Regions from separate parts of the Sus scrofa genome. Here region 1 is linked to region 2. A link is a contact called in public HiChIP or PLAC-seq data. All regions are on one chromosome and are shown on one strand. The core of a region is the stretch at or near the end of the contact, and the rest is flanking DNA. Distances in the headings are between cores, read along the strand shown.

Evidence for each region. HiChIP or PLAC-seq counts read pairs in DNA pulled down with a chosen protein or histone mark.
Region 1: a contact with region 2 is called in an H3K27ac HiChIP or PLAC-seq map of skeletal muscle. The contact joins the promoter of ZNF277 here to the promoter of LSMEM1 in region 2. A contact is called at or near these places in 1 of 47 Hi-C or Micro-C datasets (skeletal muscle) and 1 of 2 datasets of contacts at active chromatin or transcription factors (skeletal muscle).

The regions. Positions count from the first base shown.
Region 1 is chr18:33,420,012-33,425,237 of Sscrofa11.1, forward strand. It overlaps ZNF277 (zinc finger protein 277), which reads right to left and starts at 3,004. Exons shown (of 12, transcript XM_021079287.1): 1 at 2,875-3,004. DOCK4 (dedicator of cytokinesis protein 4) reads left to right here and starts at 3,188. Exons shown (of 54, transcript XM_021079277.1): 1 at 3,188-3,592. The coding sequence starts at 3,556.
Region 2 is chr18:33,188,444-33,192,995 of Sscrofa11.1, forward strand. LSMEM1 (leucine-rich single-pass membrane protein 1) reads right to left here and starts at 2,467. Exons shown (of 3, transcript XM_003134769.5): 1 at 2,200-2,467. The coding sequence starts at 2,326. It overlaps LOC106506809 (a long non-coding RNA gene), which reads left to right and starts at 3,471. Exons shown (of 3, transcript XR_002340212.1): 1 at 3,471-4,552.

The DNA of each region.
Region 1 (5,226 bases), core at 1,754-4,253, 230 kb after region 2:
TTTCCCCAGTAATATCCCCAAGTGTGAGAACTATTGGAAGGTTTATTACCTGTTCTTAATTTTAGGGGACAATATGAAATGCTAGTTACTGTTCAAATGGTTGGAAAGCAGTGTTGTGGAAGATTAGGGCCTTCCCTGGAAAGAGATGGTGCCTCAGGAAGTATGACACACAGACCTCAGGGAAGGTGCTGAACCTGCATGCATACTACCCAGTGACTCATTCTAGCAGAAATTTGTAGAATTGCAAGGATTCCTATAAAAAGACTCCCTAGTCCCTTCTGTTTCATAATATAAATACACAGATTGATATTTTAATTAGAGAGAAACCTGTTAAAAGAGGCATTTTTCAAGAAATCAGTGATTTTATAGGGGAAGACATTTTTGATAACTGAAGTAGTTGCTTTAACAGAAAAATATGAATCTACATTATTTCCACCAAAACCTGTATCACACTTTGCAGGCTTGTAAAAGAATGTTGGTAAAGTCACAGGATAATAAACAGGTTATTAAGAGATTTTTTTTTTTTTTTTTTTTTTTGCTTTTTAGGGCTGCACCCACAGCATATGGCATATGGAGGTTCCCAGGCTAGGCACTGAATCAGAGCCATGCTGCCGGCCTACACCAGAGCCACAGCAACGCAGGGTCCGAGCCACGTCTGCAACCTACACCACAGCTCATGGCAATGCCAGATCCCTAACCCACTGAGCAAGGCCAGGGATCGAACCCGCAACCTCATGGTTACTAGTCAGATTCGTTTCCGCTGCGCCACAACGGGAACTCTGAAGAGAATTTTTAATGACAACCTTAACACATATAAAAACAACATAAAAATCAACCATTAAACTTCCATTGACTGCTACAAATCAGTGAGACTACTAGGCAGTTCTGCTGCTCAATATCTTCGTTGTAAAATTGGAACCTAAAATTACGCTTCCTATCAGTTACTCAATTCAATCTAATAGTTATCTAAAAATTCATCCTGAATTAATGCTGGTCATCACAGTTTGGTAAGTATATGGAGAAAAGAATATTCATATGACTACTGGTAGGAATGTTTATATACACTCTTTAAGAGGAAAATCTGATATCTACCACAATTTTAAATGTGTGTCATCTTTGACCCAATTCCTCAAGAAATACACACCTGGTGAACAAGCATGTATGTGAAGTTGTTCGCTACATTACTGAAAAACTAAAGCTACAGTATACGTTCATTAACAGAGGAAAAGCTGAAGTAGGGTATGTCCATACTATGGAATACTACGGGCATAGTCCTTGAAAAGAATGAATCAATAAATGTACTGATGTAGAAGAATGTCTCTAACAGATCATTGTGAGAAAGAAGGTGACAGATCTTTATGCTTACACGGAATGAGCCCTTTTTATTTAAAAAAAACCCCCAAAACTATACAGATGTGTGTCACACAGCCATATATTAGAACACACACCAAACCTGTAAAAGTTGTTACTTTGGGAATGGGACTGTGTGTGATGGGGAAACTTTGAAATGTTGCAGTTTTTTACCATACACATTTCTGAACAGTTTGAACAGTTTATAATGAAAAGTTTTATAATTTAAAAACAAGTAATGATATTTAAAAGTTTTACAATGTTTTTGAAAGGCACACCATTTTCTTCTTTATGAGTTAATCTATGAGATCAATTTACAAAGGATTCCACCTTCAAATGTTCAAACACGTAACCCTCTGGAATTTTGAGAAGCTGGAAAACCTTAAGAGTATGTTACTGTTAGATAAGATCTGACTATATGGCCAACCCTGGAATGAATTGTTTAGGATGTGGATATAACTCAATATTTAAGTACGGAGCTTACCAAAGATTTCTTTGGCAGAAGTGCTGAAATAATTTCAGAGGTAGGAGGTTCCACTAGGATGGGAAGTGGGAAGACATAGCACAGTCTGTGTGCTAAGACAAAAATGTCAATTTAACCACGAATGCAAAAGCAAAGAAAGAAATTTTACAAAACCGCAATAAGGATGGAGAACTAAAATGAAGCTCCAAACCATGTCCATTAGAAAAAGACAACTAGCTGTGTTAAGTTACATATCAAATCAAAAAAGAAGGGAGTCAGGTGGGGGATAAATATATAGATTAAAGGTAAAAGAATTGGGCTAGGAATTCTAAAGATAATCCCCCAGCAGCTTTCAAAGTTTGATTTTTTTGCCCTCTGCACCGGATAAAAGGACAACTTGAAAGTTAGGTAAAGCCAAAGAAGCTGTGAAGATTTTCTCTCAAGCCACGAGAGCCAATTGCCGCTTCTTTCCTCTTGCTCCAAGGACCCAGCTCCACCAATCCCGGAGAATGCCAAGGGCAGTCAATGAGCAACGGGAGAAGCTCTGAGAGCCACACACTCTCCCTTCAGAGGCTGCACGAGCCAGCCACTGAGAAAATCTGGGGCGTGCAAGGCAGCGACCAGTCTGCAACTGGAAATCCGCCCGAACCCAAATAAAACTTATCTTCAGAGGCCAAAGCAAGCAAATCGAAGCGGGGGTAGGGTACTGGCGAAGAAAACGCTGCTAATCCCAGAGTTAACAGCACACAGGCCGGAACCTGACCTGACCCACGCCCACTCACTCGGCAGAGAGCGCAAAGGTGCGAGCTCCAAAGGCAGGATAAACGCTCAGAGAACTTCCTTGGCTTCGGAAAAGCCATTCCATCCCATTTTCTCTTCCTTCTCAGAAAGACCCCTTCAAGTTGCCGCCGCCCACCCCACCATGTCCCTCGGGGCCCCTCATGTGGCCCCTTCGCGCCCCCAGGTGGCCTTAGAGCTGGGGTCCGCCCCGCAGTCAGCTGCACTCTAGGTGGGAGAAAAAGGAAAATAAACCACTTGCACCTCAGAGGTACTGTACTCACCCTCATAAGTGAAAACTCCGGCTCCGCCGCTGCTGCCATCACCGTCTTCCTCCTTTTGGGGAGCAGCCCCCTGGGTCTTGGGAGCAGCCATTACGCGGCTGAAGAAAAAAGGGAGGGTCACGGGCAGGAGCGCAACCAATGGAAACGCGCCTAGAAACGAAGTCCCCATCGACGCGGCGTTTCCTCCACTCCCACGCCGTGCCGTCACGTTCTGGGCCAATAGGACGTGACGATCAGAACATAACCCCGCCCTACATGCTAGTGCCACGCCCCCTTCCGGGATGGAGAGACCCAGAACTACAATTCCCAGTGTGCTGCGCAGGCTCTGGGCAGGGAGGGCTGGAAGAGGCGCTGGCGGGCGGGGGTGCGCCCGAGAGTGCCCCGGCGTGTTCGCTTAGTTCAGTGAATCAGAACAATGACTGCGCCGCTGGGTTCCCGGGAGCGCGTCGGAGGACTGTGAGCAGCCGCCGCCTGGAGAGCGGCGGGCGGCGCAGCCTCGGCCGCGCGGTGTCAACCTCGGACTCGCGAGCTTCCAGTGCAGACCCTGCCCAGCGCCCGCAGCCCGCGCGGAGCCGCCGGGCTCCAGCGCTGCAGACGCTACTCCGGAGCTGTGCATTGTTGTGAGCTGGAGAAGGGGTGAGGGGATTACAAAGCCCGAAGACCCCGAACCCCTCTTTAGCCATGTGGATACCTACAGAGCACGAGAAATACGGCGTGGGTGAGTCTCCGCGGGGCGAACTTTTTATTCCGCTCTGGCCGGAGCGGGTGCGTATTTCGCGTCCTTGCCCTGGCGACTCTCTCTTCTCCCGGCTGGAAATGCCTCATCCTGGCATCGCGCTGCGGGTTCGGGGCTTTACCCAGCCAGCTCCGGGCAGAGGGGTGCGCTCTGGGGTCTCGCCGCTCAGCGTCTGATGGGCGCTCCGGGCAGCGGCTGGGGGGAGCGCGCGACCAGCCCGCCCGCTGCAGGCTCTGCCTGCGGAGTTTGTAGTGGCGACGGGGCGTGTGTGTGTCAAGTTGCAAGAGGAGAGCGAACCGCGTTCCTCTCCAGCTGCTACCTTTCCCCAAGGCGGCAAGGGCTGTAACGATTTCCCGGGTGGAGAGGGAGACAACAACAATCGCGCTAAGTGAACAGCCCCAAAACAGAAGGGAGGCGCAGAACCTTCCCTCTGCCTCCCTTCAGCATTCCCAGAGTGCGGAATGTGGCACCGTCCTCAAAAGAGACGGTCAGACAGAGTCCGGCCGGGGACTCTCATCCCGGGTTACCCTGTGTGTGTGTTGACGGGCGGGGGGGATTGGTAAATTTCAACATCTGCGTCGCTCTGCTCTTTGGTCTTTGGAGGGGAACCGGTATTTCAGCAATGTTTTTACTTCTGATCACCCTCTCTGCCCGGGGTGAGCCGGTGGGGGTGGTGATGGAGGACAGCTGTGGAGCGATAATGGGGAGAGGGAATCGGAAAGCTTGGGTCTTAGAGGCACGGAGACGGCTTTTGGGGAAGGACTACCCTGACACTGGTGTTTGGAGGAGAAGGAACAGGGTAACGCTCGCCGTTCTGTGCAAAGGTGAACAACAAAGGACATTAATGTTGACGGATGAATACAGGAGTCTCCCTTCCTTTCCCTCCTCCCATTTCAGGCCGATTACAGTTCCCGTTTTTGTTGTTTGATTTCAGCTGGGTCGCCCCTTGACAGTTACTCCTTTTAGGGTAGTGACTATTAAGAAGCCAGGCTCTCTGACAAGCTTGTAGCAGCCAAATGCAATTATAACCTCTCAAAAGATTTAACAGAGAGAAAGCGTTATGGATTTTACTAACAATCTTTATTTCCTATAATGCCCTGTCCTGCTGATTGGTGGACTTTTTTTTTTAAATAAATTGAGTATAGATCTAGTGACTTAGATAATGTGTAGGTATCTGCTTATGTTCTAAATTCATTTTTCTATGATTTAAAAAATCTGGAAAGCCTTTCCAGGGAGTCATAGTCATAAGATTATTATTATTTTTTTTCAACTTAGCCAAGGGATAGGATTTTGGAGTCCTCTGAAAGGACTGTGTAATTAAACAAAGTCAATCTCCTATATTACATTAGCTTTCATTCTGGATTTTGACTGGTTGGCAAGACAATAGTTTGTCCAGGACCCATCTTTGGGAGGGGGTTCCAGCTTTCCCTGTCTTTGAAGCGTTAAGGGGAGTCTTTGCCAGGCACTGTACTGGCAAAGCATAGACATTTCCTTCTCTTCACTCGCCCCCTTTTTGGGATAGATTAGCCCTTGCATGGGAGAGACATTGCCTTAGCTGAACTGGTGAGGAACCGAGTTCCCTTGTCACCAGGCTTAACATCCAGTGCAGGAAGCAC
Region 2 (4,552 bases), core at 1,217-3,716:
TAGGAATGTCTTTGGGCCGGGTGGTCTTTGAGAATTTTTCATGCTCTTCTCTATTAGTATTCAAAGAACAAGCCGAGTCCAGTTGTCTCCTTAACCCCTACTGGGAAAATTCTTTGCAGATCATGTTAACAACTGACGTAGCAGGACATGGATTGTTCTTTTGGAAGGTGGGTGAGGGGGATAAAGAAAGGTCAAGGTGATGGAGGCGCTATTGCCCTTTTCCCAAAATGATCCAGGAGTTACACAAAGCTGGCTGTGGGCCACTTACTCCAGGTGACATGCTGAAGGCGCTGAGATATCTCCCAGAAAACTTTGTTTCCTATTAAAAAAAATAACCTATTATGGGGAGTTGCTGTTGTGGCTTGGCAGGTTAAGAACCCGACAGAGTGTCCATGAGGATGTGGGTTCGATCCCTGGCCTTGCTCAGTGGGTCATGGATCCAGCACTGCCGTGACCGTGGCTGTGATGTAGGCCAGCAACTGCGGCTCCAATGTGACTCCTCGCGTGGGAACTTCCATATGCGGCAGATGCAGCAGCCAAGGAAAGAAAAGAAATAAAATAACCTGTAATGCCTACATTCATTTAAATAACAATAACAAAATACCCTGATATACTTTGGTTTCTTAAAACTGTTTTCAGGATGGACACGCTCGGAAAGCAAGGTTTTCTTAAATGTTGTGCAGCTGAACTGAGAAGGCAACCAAGCGTATAAACCAGTTCGGTTCACCCAAACCATGAATTGTCTGCACTTGGTCACCATTTTGTAAGACCTATTTGCCTAATAATACCCAAATTAAATTGAAAAAGAGATACAGAAACTGGATTACCTTCCATATTCTCTCCTACTTTATATCAGCCCACAGCCTCTGCTACTTGATTATGGACAGATGGGTGGTGTAGGTCCCACACTTTTCAGGGGCATCTTATGTCACAGCCTCCACAGCCTTTGCTTCCTAATCAAAGCCTTGGCACAGGCCAGCACCCAAACCCCTATGCTTATTGAGACCGACTGCAGTGAAAACAAGCGAAAGTCTGAACAAATCAAAATGAAGAGAAAAACAAGAATTCAAAAAAGATTTAGGGAGTTCCCATCGTGGCTCAGTGGTTAACGAATCCAACTAGGAACCATGAGGTTGCAGGTTTGATCCCCAGCCTCGCTTAGTGGGTTAAAGATCCAGTGTAGGTCCCAGACGCGGCTCGGATCCCGAGTTGCTGTGGCTGTGGCATAGGCCGGCAGCTATAATTCTGATTGGACCCCAAGCCTGGGAACCTCCATATACCTCTGGTGCAGCCCTAGAAAAGACAAAAAGACCAAAAAAAAAAATTATTTAGAAGGGGAATAATAGATATAAATTGAGAGAGTAAGAGTTTAAGAGTGTACGCGAAACAAACCAAGGGGGCATTTATCACCTGTGCTGGAAAGTCAGCACTGAAGCTAGAAAAGATGGGGTTCTAATAATCTTAGAACTCATTTGTAATACTTAAGGGACAAGACATACATTTATAGTTTGTTGGGTTTTGGGGGGGCGGGAGCACGCCCACAGCATGCAAGCATTCCAGAGATCAAACTTGAGCCACAGCAGTGACAATGCTAAATCTTTAAACACTAAGCCACAAGGGAACTCCCACATTAAGTTATTTGGTACTTAACAGATTTTCATTTTAGTCTCCCCCTCTTTTTTCTAATACTTTAATTGGGGCAATCTTCGAATTAAAAAAAAAAAAAAAAGTTGACTCTTTTGCCCAAAAAACTAATGATTTTTTCAAAAACTAGGTAAACGCGTGGAACATTTTCTCAGCAATCCGCTCCGAGTAAGACCTCTCTAGGAAAGCGGGCACCACAGGTGACCTGCCTGTGGTCACTAGAAGGCACGAAAGCAGCCAGGAGGATGAGTGAGCCTCTGGGGGCCCATCTCGGGAGCCTCCACCCCTTTCCAGGGGGAGAAAGGCCACAGGGACTTTTCGGGACTTTTGCAGACAAGAGTTCAAATCTTGCCAAGAGCCAAGAAAGCCCATAAGCCTGGCAAGCATTCAGAAAACAAAAGCACAAATTGCCTAATACGAAACAGCATTTCTAACGCGGAGCCGTCCTAATGCCCACCCAGCCCCCACCACGCCCACAGGTCTGGCTGGACGGTGGCTATTTTTAGGTGGCCTAGAAGCCAGGACGGGCCGCCAAGCCTGGGAGGGCTCACGTACGGAACAGATGCTGCGATCCGGCAGGACAGAGGTTTAGTCTGTTTAGGTCATTTATGGAATCCACAACGTAAAGCTTTCTTTCTTCAGGAAGGCCGCGAGAGCCGGTGTCCTGGGAAGAACGATTCATTGTCCCCGGAAGAAAACGCGGACCTTAAACGCAGGACGCTGGGCTGGGGAGCTGGACTTGGCCAGGATCACAGCCCACAGGAAGCTGGGCAGGCACTTGAAGAACCACCCACACGAATTACTTCCCAATGAAGGGCCAGAAAAGCTTTGCTTGTCCAAAAGAAAATACTCCCTTGTGGGGGCAACTCTTGTTTTTGCTTTGCTTGCCAGGAAGCTCAGCGTCTGCCGTGGGCCCCATTTTAATGCTTTAATACTCTGCTTACATGCATATGTGCTTTCCTCTTCAGATTTCTCACTTCTGCCTATATTTCCCTTGGGTCTCTTTTTTAATTTTGTAATTGACTTTTCAATATTTCTCTTTTATCACATTGTTCATACGCTAGTGAGATGCCTCAAATCTTGTGTGCAAGACGACTATGCATAAACACCCAGAAAGACAAAATTAAGTGAGGCAGCCTGTGGCCATAAAGATGCTGAGGGGAGAAAATATTACTGAGAACCGTTCTAACTGATGAGGCTTTAATACAAAACTGTACTTTTGTGCAGTATAAAGGTCTAGAAGCCAGTGACTTATGTTAAGGTGGAACACATAAAATATTTTATTTAGGGTTTAAATCTTCCTATTTCCAAAAGAATTGGAGGCAGTTAATAGTACACTGACAAATAAAATTGAGGTAAAGAGCCTCATGTGATATCTAGATCTTAGTAAAAGCAATGTAATAAACTTCATACCTGCCTTTAATGTGACAACACACTATTTATTTACTTCCTTTAACATTTTTAAAATTTCCTTTAATACACAGCTACAGAATAAACAGAAATATGACCAGAGTTAGGAGAAACCAAATACAGAAATAAAAAAATAAGAACACCTATAGAAGATCTGAAAAAAAAAAAATCAGCCATTTACTAAACAGACTAAACTGCACTCTAAAATATTAAAACTCAGGAGTTCCCATTGTGGCTAAGCAGTTAACGAATCTGACTAGCATCCATGAGGACGCAGGTTCGATTCCGGGTCTTGTTCAGTGGGTTAAGGATCCAGTGTTGCAGTGAGCTGTGGTATAGGTCGAAATCAGGACTGGGATCCCGAGTTGCTGTGGCTGTGGTGTAGACTGACAGCTACAGTTCCCATTCAGCCCCTAGCCTGGGAACTTCCATATGCCATGGGTGCAGCCCTAAAAAGACAATAAATAAACAAACAAACAAATAAAATCTTGAAACTCAGCAATTTCCCAGTAAAACCTAAAACCTACTAGCATGTGTAAAAAATATGCTTCCAGAACCCTAAGAAAATGTGAGTTCAAAAAGTAATGAACTAGTTAATTTTTTTCAAAGTTAAAAAAAAAATTTTAAAGGGTGTTTCAGTTCTTCAGAAATTTTAATTAACAAGAACACATCACCCCCTGAGTATTTTTGATGAGATACTACTGAAGCACTTCAGACATTGATATTACCTAATTCCAAATATACTTCAGGGAGCATTCCTAAGGGACTGACTTTAAGTGATTAAAATAAAAAGAAGAGCAGAGGGGCCTTAGAAACCCATCAAATTCTCTTACAGATAAAACCCAAAGTGTTGACTGATGTATGGTCACAGATTTCTAAACTATCCTTCGAGAAATGTTTTCTATTTTGTCTTCTCTTTACACTTTATCATCGCAAACACTAACATTTGATGAGGCATAACGGTTGTGTCACATCAGAGGATCATCGTTCCAAACACGGCTTCTATTTTAGGCTTGGTGGCTGACACATGGTTCATTTTGGCATCTCTCACTTGACATCCTTGAGCCTTGCCTTCCCCTGCAGGAATGCAATTACTCTTGCTTAAATTTCATACGGAGGCTTAACCATGGTTTACAAAGTGGACGGCTAGCTAGAAAATTACAGCCACAAAAAAACTAATAAAATCTCCAGGTTACCACTGGCCTTGCCGCAAACTCAAAAGGCGATTCAATGCAGCATCGAATTCAAGAGCGCTAAGATAACAACTTAGAGTGAGCTCCAAAAGGAAATTTCTTCATTTGGGTAAAGTCACAACATAAATAGATGCTATTTCAAAATGCATTTGAAATTAAGTGCAGCAGGCAAATGGAAAAGAGCCAGCAGAGAAAAATGAGCTGAGTGTGGTTCATGGCCACTAAGATCCTGCAAATGACCCTGTGAGCAAATGGATTCAAGATCACATGGCCCTGGAACCCTGGACCCACAGCTGTTTGATGCC